Regions from separate parts of the Mus musculus genome. Here region 2 is linked to region 1. A link is a contact called in public HiChIP or PLAC-seq data. All regions are on one chromosome and are shown on one strand. The core of a region is the stretch at or near the end of the contact, and the rest is flanking DNA. Distances in the headings are between cores, read along the strand shown.

The links. HiChIP or PLAC-seq counts read pairs in DNA pulled down with a chosen protein or histone mark.
Region 2: a contact with region 1 is called in an H3K27ac HiChIP or PLAC-seq map of hepatocytes, with 3 times the contacts expected there. The contact joins the enhancer-like site here to the promoter of Adipoq in region 1. A contact is called at or near these places in 3 of 39 promoter capture datasets (embryonic stem cells, liver and trophoblast stem cells), 1 of 15 datasets of contacts at CTCF or cohesin (pro-B cells), 2 of 484 Hi-C or Micro-C datasets (the HPC-7 cell line and nephron progenitors), 2 of 115 datasets of contacts at active chromatin or transcription factors (embryonic stem cells and hepatocytes) and 2 of 9 other capture datasets (adipose tissue and liver).

The regions. Positions count from the first base shown.
Region 1 is chr16:23,141,901-23,148,264 of GRCm38.p6, reverse strand. Adipoq (adiponectin, C1Q and collagen domain containing) reads right to left here and starts at 1,729. Exons shown (of 3, transcript NM_009605.5): 1 at 1,624-1,729. RefSeq lists an enhancer at 3,716-3,878.
Region 2 is chr16:23,459,637-23,465,649 of GRCm38.p6, reverse strand. It overlaps a transcript of Masp1 not described here. Among named protein-coding and RNA genes, the nearest start is that of Rtp1, 34 kb to the right of the region's middle. Within about 2 kb of position 1,814, at least 4 of the 459 cell types and tissues checked have an H3K27ac peak or open chromatin away from gene starts, as enhancers often do. A contact at or near this core is called in hepatocytes and liver, where this site is marked.

The sequences.
Region 1 (6,364 bases), core at 480-2,979:
TGTCTGCACACATTAGACTCTTGTGTGTGCTTGCACATTCTCTCTCAAGAAAGCACTAATACACACACACACACACACACACACACACACACACACACACACGCATGCACGCAAGCACGCACGCACTTGCACAAATAAAATTTTAAGTGCTTGGGAGATGGCTGTGTTGATTAGTGCTTTCTGCAGATGCATGAGGACCTGAATTTAGATCCCTAGAATTCATGTCAAAAGCTGTCACCTTTAACCCTGACACTGGGGTAGGGGATGACAGAGACAAGAATATCCCTAGAGATCAATGACCTCAGTCTGGCCTTCTTCGTCACGCTCCAGGTTCTGAGAGACCTTGTCTCAAAAAAATAAGGCAGAGATTAAGAAAGACACCTCATATGGAGAGACCCCTCTGGCTTCCACATACACATGCACACAGGATCACACACACAAGGCTAGAAGCAAGCCCTGTGCCTTGTAAGATTCCTCGAAACACAGGGAGAGAGGCATCAAGGATTTCTCACTAAGCCTTGGGAACCAAACTGCTCCAAGAACCAAGATGCACTCTCACGCCCCTCTGGCCTGCTCCACCTGCCCTCTTGTCCACAGAATGACTCTGATCAAATTCTCTGCCATCCTTTTGAATGACATCACAGGGGGAGTGAGGTGGCTCCTCTTGTGAGGCTTGATTCAGAACCCATTCTCAGCATGCACTTGCTCCCTGCACTTGGGAGCCAGGGAGGCAGGTGGATCCCTGTGAGTTCAGTGATGGCCTGGTCTTTATAAATTCCAAGCCAGTCAGGAATATATAGTGACACCCAGTCTCAAAAACAAAATTTCTTCAGACGAGGGACTTACGTATCATGACACACAAGAGGCTGCCTTGACTTCCAAACCCCTCCCTCCTTCATCTCCTCTACCTCCATGGTTCCGATGCTGTGTTCATGGAGCAAGAATTAGGTTTAACAACGACAAAGCAGGTGCAGTGCCTCTGTCAGAAAATATCTTTCAAAATGAGGCTTTCTGTCCAGATTGCCACTATTTTCCAGGTTCTCACCACTTTGTGTCACCCAATCCCCTAAAATGTCTCTATGCAGACAGATGTCCCCAACTCCTCCGAGCACACCCATGTTTTCACTCACAGCCCTGACAAAGTGTTCTACAGCGCATGCTCCGTGCATATCTGCTCAGTAGAACTAAGTGATAGAGACAGATCCTACAGTCTGACCTCAACTGGACTTCCTCGGGCTGCCCTCTCTGCCTGCTTCTCCTGTCACTGTAACTCTTAAAGCCGAGAAGCAACAGATCCCACTTTCCAACAGAGTCTCATCTGTGGATCGACCCTCCTACCTCACTATCTCCAGGTTCTTTTTGCAGTGGGCATCCTGCCATCAAATGAACAGGGCAAACTTCCGGTTAGGCTCAAGCTTGTGGACCGAAAGGTTATTGTTTCTTTCTTAGAGCTTTGAAGAGTTAAAGAAAAGCCCCAAAGCTTATCTGCCCCAACCATGTTTCCAAGGCCTGAGTTTTCTCAACATCTACCTTCACACTGCTGCAGAGAGCAAAATCTGAACACAGCCCAAGTGGGATTCTGCATTCATACCCAGCCAGCCGAGAATATAGAATTGTTCTTACCTTTTGGTGTCGTCAGATCCACTGACAATCGTACAGACAGAAATGAGGAGAAAGTGGCCAGGTCTCATTAGTCTGGTACTCATGGGGACAGGCAGACCCCAGCTTACCATTGGCCAACCCAGTCAAGGCCAATAGCCAATGAGTGGGCCCCTTGCTCCTGGCAGCTGCCTTAAGACTCCTTAGGGAACCTGGTTTAATCCAGCTTGGGTCTGGGAAGCCAAGTAGAGCTTCTGTCAAGCCATCCTGTTTCCAGGCTTTGGCCATTCTCTACCAGAGCAAGAGATGGGGCAAGGGTAAGGACAATAATTCAGCATGTTTCTGAGTGCAATGAAAATTATCCTCAAGTAAAATGATTGTTCAGGGGTCAGGAGACCTCCCTTTCCCATAAGTTTGTCCTGGAGAGTCAACAACACTAATTGTCACATGATACTCCCACTCTTTCTTTGTAACTAAATGTGAAGCTGTGTGGTTCAGGCATTACTATTTCAGTAAGAATGAAGAGGGGCTGTACTAGAATAAAAAATAGATGGACTGCAGGCATGGCTCAGTGGTTAAGAGCACTGGCTATTCTTCCAGAGGTCCTGAGTTCAATTCCCAGCACCCACAGTAATTCCATGGGATCCGCTGCCTTCTTTTGGTGTGCAAATATGCATGCAGCCAAAATACCCATATACATAAACAAATCTTTAAGCAATAGAAGGTGTGCTCCACTTGCTAGACCGGATCCCATACTGAGAAAAGACCATGTAGATGAATTCTGAGGGCTGTTGTACAGGAAGGTTCCTGGTGGGGTGTGAAGCAAGTTCAGGGGTCCAAATTCTAAAATCTGTGGTCCCTACATAATTCAAGCCCAGTGTCACAGAACACTTACCTTGACATTGGAGAACCATGTTCTAAGATTTTTCTGGGTAAGTTTCAAGCTAGTTTTTTAGAAACTCATTTTCTGTGAGTAGATAAACCTCAGTTTCCAGACTCCTTAAGTATATACCTTTTCTATCTATTATTAGCTCTGGGCTAACAGCCAACTGCAACTAGCAGTCACCACTCACTAAACTGCTCCTAAAAGGCTTGCAGTTGGCAAGGCAATACCTTGGGAGCCTCTCGGCGGACTCACATCTTATTTTTGAAAGACCAGAGCTGATTCTCGGGAGCACAAAGCTTTTGAATTAAATCGTGAATCCAAAAAGAACTCTGGATGCCAGCAGCTGCTCCAATAAGACACTCAGAGCTAGACTGCTCCCAGGCAAAGGCTGGCCAAGCATCTGCTTCCTCCAACTGCCACCTTCCACTGGCCACACAGAGCCTAAGAGTCATGCTTTTACTAGTGGATAGGACCAGCAGTGTCAACCCACCAAGGAAGGAGAGCCAAAATATGATCTTCCATCTTGTCTTCCTGTTAATGCACTGATGTTTCTAGAGAAATCACGTTAGGTCATGAAGATTAAGGACACAAGCTCATTTCCAAGGGCTGTTAGTTGTGACCCCATGGCCCTGGACACTTCCCAAGCAAACTGTATGAAGCAAAGGAGAGAGAAGAACTACAGCAACTCAAAGCTGTATCACTCTCTATCTTTCCCTTAGCGTTTTGCTTACTTTGTGTGTGTGTGTTGTTGTTGTTGCTGTTGTTGCATTTTCTTACTTATTTTGTATGTGTGTTACTGTCTTTCGCTTCTTACTGGAATGCAAACACGCTGGAGCAGGGGCTTTACCTACTTGAGGTTATGCTCCATAACCCCTAGACTAAGTAGTATCTTGTACAAAGTAAGTAACAAGCAATGTTGAGTCAAGGGGTAGTCGAGTCTTCCCATACAGATACCTGTGGTTGTCTCCCACTTAATGAAGAAGCCAGAAGCCAGTAAGAGGGAGAGACACAGACCCAAGGCACGAAGCTAGATCTCTCTGACCACAAAGGGCATACGCTCCCCAATGCCTCGTGGTCTTCACCTCTGCTCAGTTATAGCCTCCGGGTTAGCTCTGGACCCCTGTCCCATATAGGAACACTGCTGGTTTCAGCAGATTCTAACTATTGCACAAGACAGAGTGACTTTCACCCCAAAACCACATCAATACTTTGCTGGGTCTGGTAGACACCCGGGAGCATTGTGAAAGCCTATCATTTGGTGAACTCTCAGGGGAATCCGCCACTCACCACAGAGGGCATTGTGTAAAAACACACACTTGCTTAGCGACTAGAAGTGAAAAACATTCAACCACACATGTCTTGAGGCTAGGCGGTTTGGTTTTTTGCTGGGTGGTTTTTTTTTTTGCTTTGTTTTTGGCTTTGTTTTATTTTGATTTTTTTCTTTTCTTTTCCTGTTTTTTTTTTTCTTTTTTGGTTTTTGGTGTTTTGTTTTGTTTTGTTTTGTTTTGTTTTGTTTTGTTTTGTTTTTCAAGACAGTGTTTTTTCAGTGTAGCCCAAGCTATCCTGGAACTTGCTCTATAGATCAGACTGGCCTCAAACTCTCACCTCTGCCTCCCAAGTGCTGAGATTGACGTTCAGCAAGGCTGGGTTTACCTGGACAGATGTGTTACTGCCCAGAGTGAAGCAGCCACAGAAACGTGGTCCTTTCCTTCAGGAGCTCATGTTCACATCTCAATTCTCGCCTACATGCGAAGTGAGATACTTAAACAAAAGGCCAGATTTCCCCACAGGCCTGAGTTTCCTCAGTGTTTCCTGAATGTGGTTAAATTTCACTGTATATTATTGTTTAGTCATGACTTTAAAAAGACAATTTACTGAAACAACTAAACCTCAAATCAAATTTTGAGACATAACACTAACTGCAGAAGAGTGAGCCTGTCCTGCAGTACTCCAAATTTTTGGGCATTCAAGAAAGGAAAAATGTCTTTAATTTAGAAGTGTAACTCAGTGGTAGAGTGATTTACATTGACACCTGACCTCTATCCCTGATGCCTGAAATATAAAGAAAAGAAAAGCTGTGTTATCCACAGCTATTCTTCACTTCCTTTTTTTTTTTTTTTTTTTTTTTTTGGTTTTTCGAGACAGGGTTTCTCTGTGTAGCCCTGGCTGTCCTGAAACTCACTCTGTAGACCAGGCTGGCCTCGAACTCAGAAATCCGCCTGCCTCTGCCTCCCGAGTGCTGGGATTAAAGGCGTGCGCCACCACGTCCGGCTTTTTTTTGGTTTTTTGAGACAGGGTTTCTCTGTGTAGCCTTGGCTGTCCTGGAACTCACTCTGTAGACAAGGCTGGCCTCAAACTCAGAAATCCACCTGCCTCTGCCTCCCAAGTGCTGGGATTAAAGGCATCTGCCACCACTGCCCAGCTATTTTTTCATTTTCTGAGAACACTCCAGACTGACTTCCACTGAGATTGGACTAGTTATCATTCCCACCAGCAGTGAATCAAGTGCATCCCATCTGTCTACATCCTTGACAGAATGTATTGTTGTTTATTTTCTTATGAAAATGTTATTTGTTTTCTTATGACATTCTGACTGGGTAAAATGGGATCACAATGAGGTGTTGACTTGCTTTTCTCCGAAGGCCAGTGTATCAGATAAGTCATTTGGGGAGAGAACATCAGTTGGGGAAATGCTCCCACCAGACTGCCCTGTGGGCAAGCCTATGGGACGTTTTCTTGCTTGATGATTGAGGAGGTAAGGTCCAGCCCATTGTGGTGCTGTTACCATAGACAGGTGCTCATAGATGATATAAGAGAGCAGGCTAAGGGCTGGAGAGATGGCTCAGCAGTTAAGAGCACTGACTGCTCTTCCAGAGGTCCTGAGTTCAAATCCCAGCAACCACATGGTGGCTCACAACCATCTGTAATGGGATCCTATGCCCTCTTCTGGTGTGTTTGAAGACAGCTACAATGTACTTAGATCTAATAATAAATAAATCTTTAGACTGGAGCAACTGGAGCCAACTAGAGCAAGCAGAGGCCCTGAATTCTAATTCCCAGAAACCACATGATGGCTCACAACCATCAGTATAGCTACAGTGTACTCATTTCATGTATTTTATATACATAAAATAAATGAAATAAAATAAATCTTTAAAAACAAAACAAAACAGAGAGCCCTGCATAACTGTGTGGAGTGTTTCTTCCCCTATATCCTAGATGTCACAAGAGATACAAATACACTCTTTTGTCTGAGTCGTCTCATCGTTGGGTCTGTATTATAGCAGATTACTAATGCACATGGCATATGACTATGTACAAAGGAAAGAATGTTGCATTCAAAATGTTAGATAAATAGTAGGGACCTTCAGGGAAATGCAAATCAAAACAACCCTGAGATTCCACCTCACACCAGTCAGAATGGCTAAGATCAAAAATTCAGGTGACAGCAGATGCTGGCGAGGATGTGGAGAAAGAGGAATACTCCTCCATTGTTGGTGGGATTGCAAGCTTGTACAACCACTCTGGAAATCAGTCTGGCGGTTCCTCAGAAAATTGGACATAGTACTACCGGAGGATCCCACAATACCTCTCCTGGGCATATATCCAGAAGATGTCCCAACCAGTAAGAAGGACACATGCTCCACTATGTTCATAGCAGCCTTATTTATAATAGCCAGAAGCTGGAAAGAACCCAGATGCCCCTCAACAGAGGAATGGATACAGAAATGTGGTACATTTACACAATGGAGTACTACTCAGCTATTAAAAAGAATGAATTTATGAAATTCCTAGGCAAATGGATAGACCTGGAGGGCATCATCCTGAGTGAGGTAACCCAATCACAAAGGAACTCACACAATATGTACTCACTGATAA
Region 2 (6,013 bases), core at 565-3,064, 320 kb before region 1:
TGAGGTGTATGATAGGAGGAACACACTGGATGGTTTCTAAGGGCATTCAGCCATAGGCTTGTCTGTGGATCCACAGCAATGGATGCAGCGGATAAGGGGATTAAGCAGAAAGACCTTCATTGTGGTAGCGTGCAACTCCACAGACCTGGAGGAAGGCTGTGTCTGAGGATAAGAGCCCCCAGTGATGGAGCATGAAGCTTCCTTACTAGGAATCTAACATTTTTTTGAGTGACAGAAAACCAACATCAATAGGGAAGGGTAGGGAAAAAGAAAGGGGGGGGGGATCTACAGGTTTACATAACTGAAAAAAACCATGACCAAACCCAGTAGGTTTGGTTTCTTACCAGAACTCAGCACTGGGATGTGACACTGGCCTCAGCCCTTCACCTTCTATCCCACTCTTCTAACAGAATGATAAGCTGGTAACCCCAATGGGTAAGGTGGAGTACAGAGTGTGACCTGTTCCTCCCTCCCTTGGCTACAGTGTGTGGTGTCCCCAAGTTCTCCCGGAAGCAGATCTCCAGGATCTTCAATGGCCGCCCAGCCCAGAAGGGTACCATGCCATGGATTGCCATGCTGTCACACCTGAACGGACAACCCTTCTGTGGGGGTAGCCTTTTAGGTAAGGAGAAAGTGAAGGGGCGAAAGACCCAGGGCTGGGAACAGGGTGAAAGCTAAGGACCAACCTTCCCTTGAATCTTCATTGAGAATCACTGCCCCATAAAGACAGTGTGGACAAGGGAGGCTGCAGCTGGAACCAGGGGAGGCATACTCCTGTTCTCATTCCCTGAGCTGTAGAACTGATTCTGGTGAGTCTCCTGACAGACTGTTGAATACAAGTTACAAGTCAAGGTACATACATGTGACATGGAGCAGGGATGTGCCAAAGCTGCCAGATCAGAGAGAACCACATGCAACACACACACACACACACACACACACACACACACACACACACACACACACCCTCCCAACCACCATCAATACCAGTAGCAGTCTTGGAAGTCAGGGGAAATGGGCTTTAAAGACTCTTCAATGTGTACTTGAGAAGTCATATCAGATCCTGGGAAATGAAACAGGTTTCCAGGCACATTCTGACCAGTTCAATGGGGGTTAGGGCACAGGACAGGACCAAGAAAGAGAAGGGAAAAGCAGATAACCAGAGAACACCAGGGACAGACTGAGACAAAGGGGGCAGCAGACATGGAACCTAGAATGTAAGAGGGAGAGAACTAAAAACAGAGTAAGACAGAAATAAAGGTGACAAATGACAAGTAGAAAGAGACTAGTAGGCCCCAAGACACCCAAGGGAGAGGAAAGATCAGGAAAGAATAACGGGAAGGTGGAACTCTGTTGAAGGAAGGAGAGGCAGAGAGATGGAGAAGAAGAGTCAGGGCAGTGGAAGGAAGGGAGACCATTTGTCATGTTCCCAACTTTGTTAGAAGAGTGAAAAATGGACTTTACTCATTGCTTTAAGACTTTGAAGTTGCTTTTCAAACATTGACTTTTTATGTCAATAATGTTCATCCGGTGTCAGAACTGGTTGCACATTTATGTTGGAAAGCTGAAATTCACTTTACCACCAACCCAGCTAAAAGCTCCTTCACACTGGCCCTTCCCGACAGCTCTGCAGATCTGTAATCTCTGCTGCTGCTATTCTTTGTGATAGAGGCAGGGAAAATAGGAGAGAGCAGAGAGACCAGGAGGGTTTTAATAGACTGAAGAAAAGCAAGAACACTGTCTCTGTGTCCACACTGATGGGGGCTGGGGAGCTGGCAGAGTTCAAAGGTGAAGTTAATCTCTGGGCAAGCCAGAGCATACACATGGACTCATACAGAAAGCCCTGCTCTAAAGCAGGATTTCCTAACCTGGGTACCTCAGCCCACCTTACCCACTGCTCCAATAATCCCTAGGCATGGGCAGGTTCAGGGTGTGCCTGGGGAAAGAGAATGTTCTGTTCTGAGATTTGTCCGGAACATGTGACTCCTTCTGAGGGGGACAAGTGGATTCGGGAGCTGCTTCAGAAACAGCCTCTGCCTTTGACTCTGAACTACAGCCTAGGCCAGACCAGCCCTGTCTGAAATGCTTTTGTTTTTTTTCTGCTTGGTTTCCACTGGATGTATCCAGGCCTTAGTTATTGCTGTTAGCTCCACTGAAGGAAGAGCTAAAAGCTTGACTCTGCCTTAGGCAAACACCAAAAACGTATTCATTCAGGGCAAGATGGCAGCCAAGAAGTACGCTAGGATACTAATCAAGAAACACTAGCTTACTGTCACTCCGGCCACACCACTGTTCTGAAGGCCTGTAGTTGTAATGACTTGGACTGGCTCCGAACAGTAGTCCTCAGCCTCAACTGCAGTCAAATTACCAGAGGATCCTTTTATATGCTTCTGCTGCATATGGCCGGGATGCAGGTCACAATGACACCTTTCCTAATTCTTCAGGTGATTCCAATGTGCAGACGCCTCGCTGACTGCTAACCATAGTTCTCAGTACTTGCCAAGTAGTCATGTTCACAGGAACTACTTGGGAGATCTTGATAATGACATTCTTCATTTCTAAGGAAACTCCAGGTACCCCTAATACTGACATCAGGGCTACATCCAAGCAAGCAAAGCCGAGGATGATGGCAGTCCTCACCAGATTTTTTTTTATTAATTGGTTATTTTATTTATTACATTCCAAATGTTGCCCTTCTTCACAGTCTCCCCTCTGCAAACTCCTCATCCCAACCTCCCCCCTGTTTGCCTCTAAGAGAGTGCTCCCCCACTCACCCACTCCCTCCTCACCCCTCTAGCATCCTCCTACACAGGGGCAACAAACTTCCACAGGACAAAGGGCCTATGCTCCCATTGATGGCATATAGGGCAATCCTCTCCTACATATGTAGCTGGAGCCACGGACCCAGGCATGTGTACTCTTGGTTTGGTGGTTTAGTCCCTGAGAGCTCTGGGGTGTCAGGTTAATTTATATTGTTGTTCTTCCTATGGGGTTGCAGTCCCCTTCAGCTCCTTCAGTCCTTCCCCTAACTCTTCCATTGGGGTCCCTGGGTTCAGTCCAAAGGTTGGCTATGAGTATCTGCATCTGTCTTAGTCATATGCTGGTAGAGCCTCTCAGAGGACAGCCATAGTAGGCTCCTGTCTGAGAGTACTTCTTGGATCAGCAATAGTATCGGGCTTTGATGTCTGCAGATGGGATGGATCCAAGATGGAACAGTCTCTGGATGGCCTTTCCTTCAGTCTATGCTCAATTTTTTGTCCATATGTTTCCTTTAGACAGGAGCAGTTCTGGGTTAAAAATTTCGAAGTGGGTGGGTGGCCCCATTCTTCAACTGGGGGCTATACCTATCTACTAGAGGTGATCTCTTCAGGTTTTATCTCCCCGTTGTTGGGTGTTTCAGCTAATGTCATCCCTGTTGGGTCCTGAGAACATGTGGAGGCTTGTTTTGTGTCTGATTATATGGTCGACTTTGGAGAAGGTAGCATCAGGTGCTAAGAAGAAGGTATATTCTTTTGTTTTAGGATGGCATATTCTGTAGATATCTGTCAAATCCCTTTGGTTCATAACTTCTGTTAGTTTCACTGTGTCTCTATTTGGTTTCTGTTTCCATGATCTGTCCATTGGTGACTGTGGAGTGTGGAAGTCTCCCACTATTATTGTGTGGGGTTCAAGGTGTGCTTTGAGCTTTAGTGGCATTAGTAACATTTCTTTTACAAATGTGGGTTGCATTTGGAGCATAGATGTTCAGAATTGAAAGATTGTTTTAATGGATTTTTCCTTTCATGAGTGTGATGAGCCCATCCCCATCTTTTTTGATAACTTTTGGTTGAAAGTCTATTTTACTGAATATTAGAATGGCTACTACAGCTTGTGTCTTGGGACCATTTGCTTGGAAAAGTTTTTTTCAGCCTTTTACTTTGCGGTAGTGTATGTCTTTGTCACTGAGGTGTGTTTTCTGTATGCAACAAAATGATGGGTCCTGTTTATGTATCCAGTCTGTTAGCCTATGTCTTTTTATTAGGGAATTGAGTCCATTGATGTTGAGAGATACTAAAGACTAATGATTGTTGCTTCCTGTTACTTTTGTTGTTAGAGGTGGACTTATGTTTGTGTGGTTCTCTCATTTTGGGTTTATTGTGACAAGATTAATTCCTTGGTTTTTCTTGGTGTGGTTTCCCTCCTTGTATTGGATTTTTCCTTCTATTATCCTCTATAGGACTGGTTTAAAGGAAAATATTGTTTAAATTTGGTTTTGTCATGGAATATCTTGGTTTCTCCATCTATGGTAATTGAGAGTTTTGCTGGGTTTAGAAGCCTGTGCTGGCATTTGCATTCTCTTAAGGCCTGTATGAAATCTGCCCAAGATCTTCTGGCTTTCATAGTCTCTATTGAGAAGTCTGGTGTACTTCTGATAGGCCTGCCTTTATATGTTACTTGACCTTTTTCCTTTACCCCTTTAAATATTCTTTCTTTGTTCTGTGCATTTGGTGTTTTGATTATTATGAGACAGGAGGAATTTCTTTTCTGGTCCAAACTATTTGGTGTTCTGTAGGTTTCTAGTGCGTTTATGGGCATCTCTTTCTTTAGATTAGGGAAGTTGGTTTTGTTTTTGTTTTTGTTTTTGTTTTTCTGATTTTGTTGAAGATGTTTATTGGCCCTTTGAACCGGGAATCTTCATCCTCTTCTAAACCTATTATTCTTAGGTTTAGTCTTTTCACTGTGTCCTGAATTCCAGAATGTTTTAGGTTAGGAGCTGTTTGCACTTTGTATTTTCTTTGACTGTTGTGTCAATATCTTCTATGGTATCTTCTATGCCTGATATTCTCTCTTCTATTTCTTGTATTCTGTTGGTGATGTTTGCATCTGTGACTCCTGATCTCTTTCCTAGGTTTTTCATCTCCAGGGTTGTCTCCCTTTGTGATTTCTTTATTGTTTCTATTTCCATTTTTAAATCCTGGACAGTTTGTTCAATTCCTTTACCTGTTTGATTGTGTTTTCCTGTATTTCTTTAAGGGATTCACATGTCTCCTCTTTAAGGACTTCTACCTATTTATCTGTGTTCTCCTGTATTTCTTTAAGGGAGTTAACTCTGTCATCCTTAAGGTCCTCTATCATCATCATGAGATGGATTTTTAGATCAGAATCTTGCTTTTCAGGTATATTAGAGTATCCAAGGCTTGCTGTGGTGGGAGAGCTGGGTTCTGATGCTGCCAAGTGGCATTGGTTTCTGATGCTTATGTTCTTACAATTGCTTCTAACCACCTGGTTATCTCTGGTGTGAACTGGCCTCTCCCTCCTGTAAGCCTGGTTATGTTGGGCCTCCTTGGGTCAGGCTGTGTCTTACTGTGGGAGAGGGTCTGGAGCATTTGATTTGTGTGCCTGGTTGTGGCTAACCTCCTTAGAGTCAAGCTGACTGTGAGTGTGGGCAGAGTAGTAGGTGCTGGAGCAAAAATATGTTCCCAAAAAAGTTGCAGACCAGAAGGAAGATATGTCTCCAGCAGGGAAGAAGGTCCTGTGTCTTCTGGACCCTGAGGCTAGAAGGTCCCAGTTAGATCAGGTGTTGGGGTGGAGGTGGGGGTGAAACTCACCTGCAAACCTGGTGGTGTTAGAACTCCTGGAGCTCAAGCTATCTCTAGGTGTGGGCAGTGGGGGGTGGGGAGGGGACTGAAGAACATAATCTGTTCCCAGGCACAGTTGTGAACCACCCTTACTATATTTGTGAGGATCCATTTAGAGCTAGCAGATACTCACCCTTGCCATTGGCTTTAAGGAACACAATGCAGGTGTGTTTGGATGCTTGTAGGGCCTTGGATAGTGCTCTTGAGTAGCAGTAAGGACCTTAGCTTGACTCGATGGGAGGCAGGATGGAACAGTGCAGGCCATAGGATGTGTGTGCTCTATTCTTCAGGTTCCAACTGGGTTTTGACAGCTGCTCACTGCCTCCACCAGTCACTTGATCCAGAAGAACCAACCCTACACAGCTCATACTTGCTCAGCCCTTCTGACTTCAAAA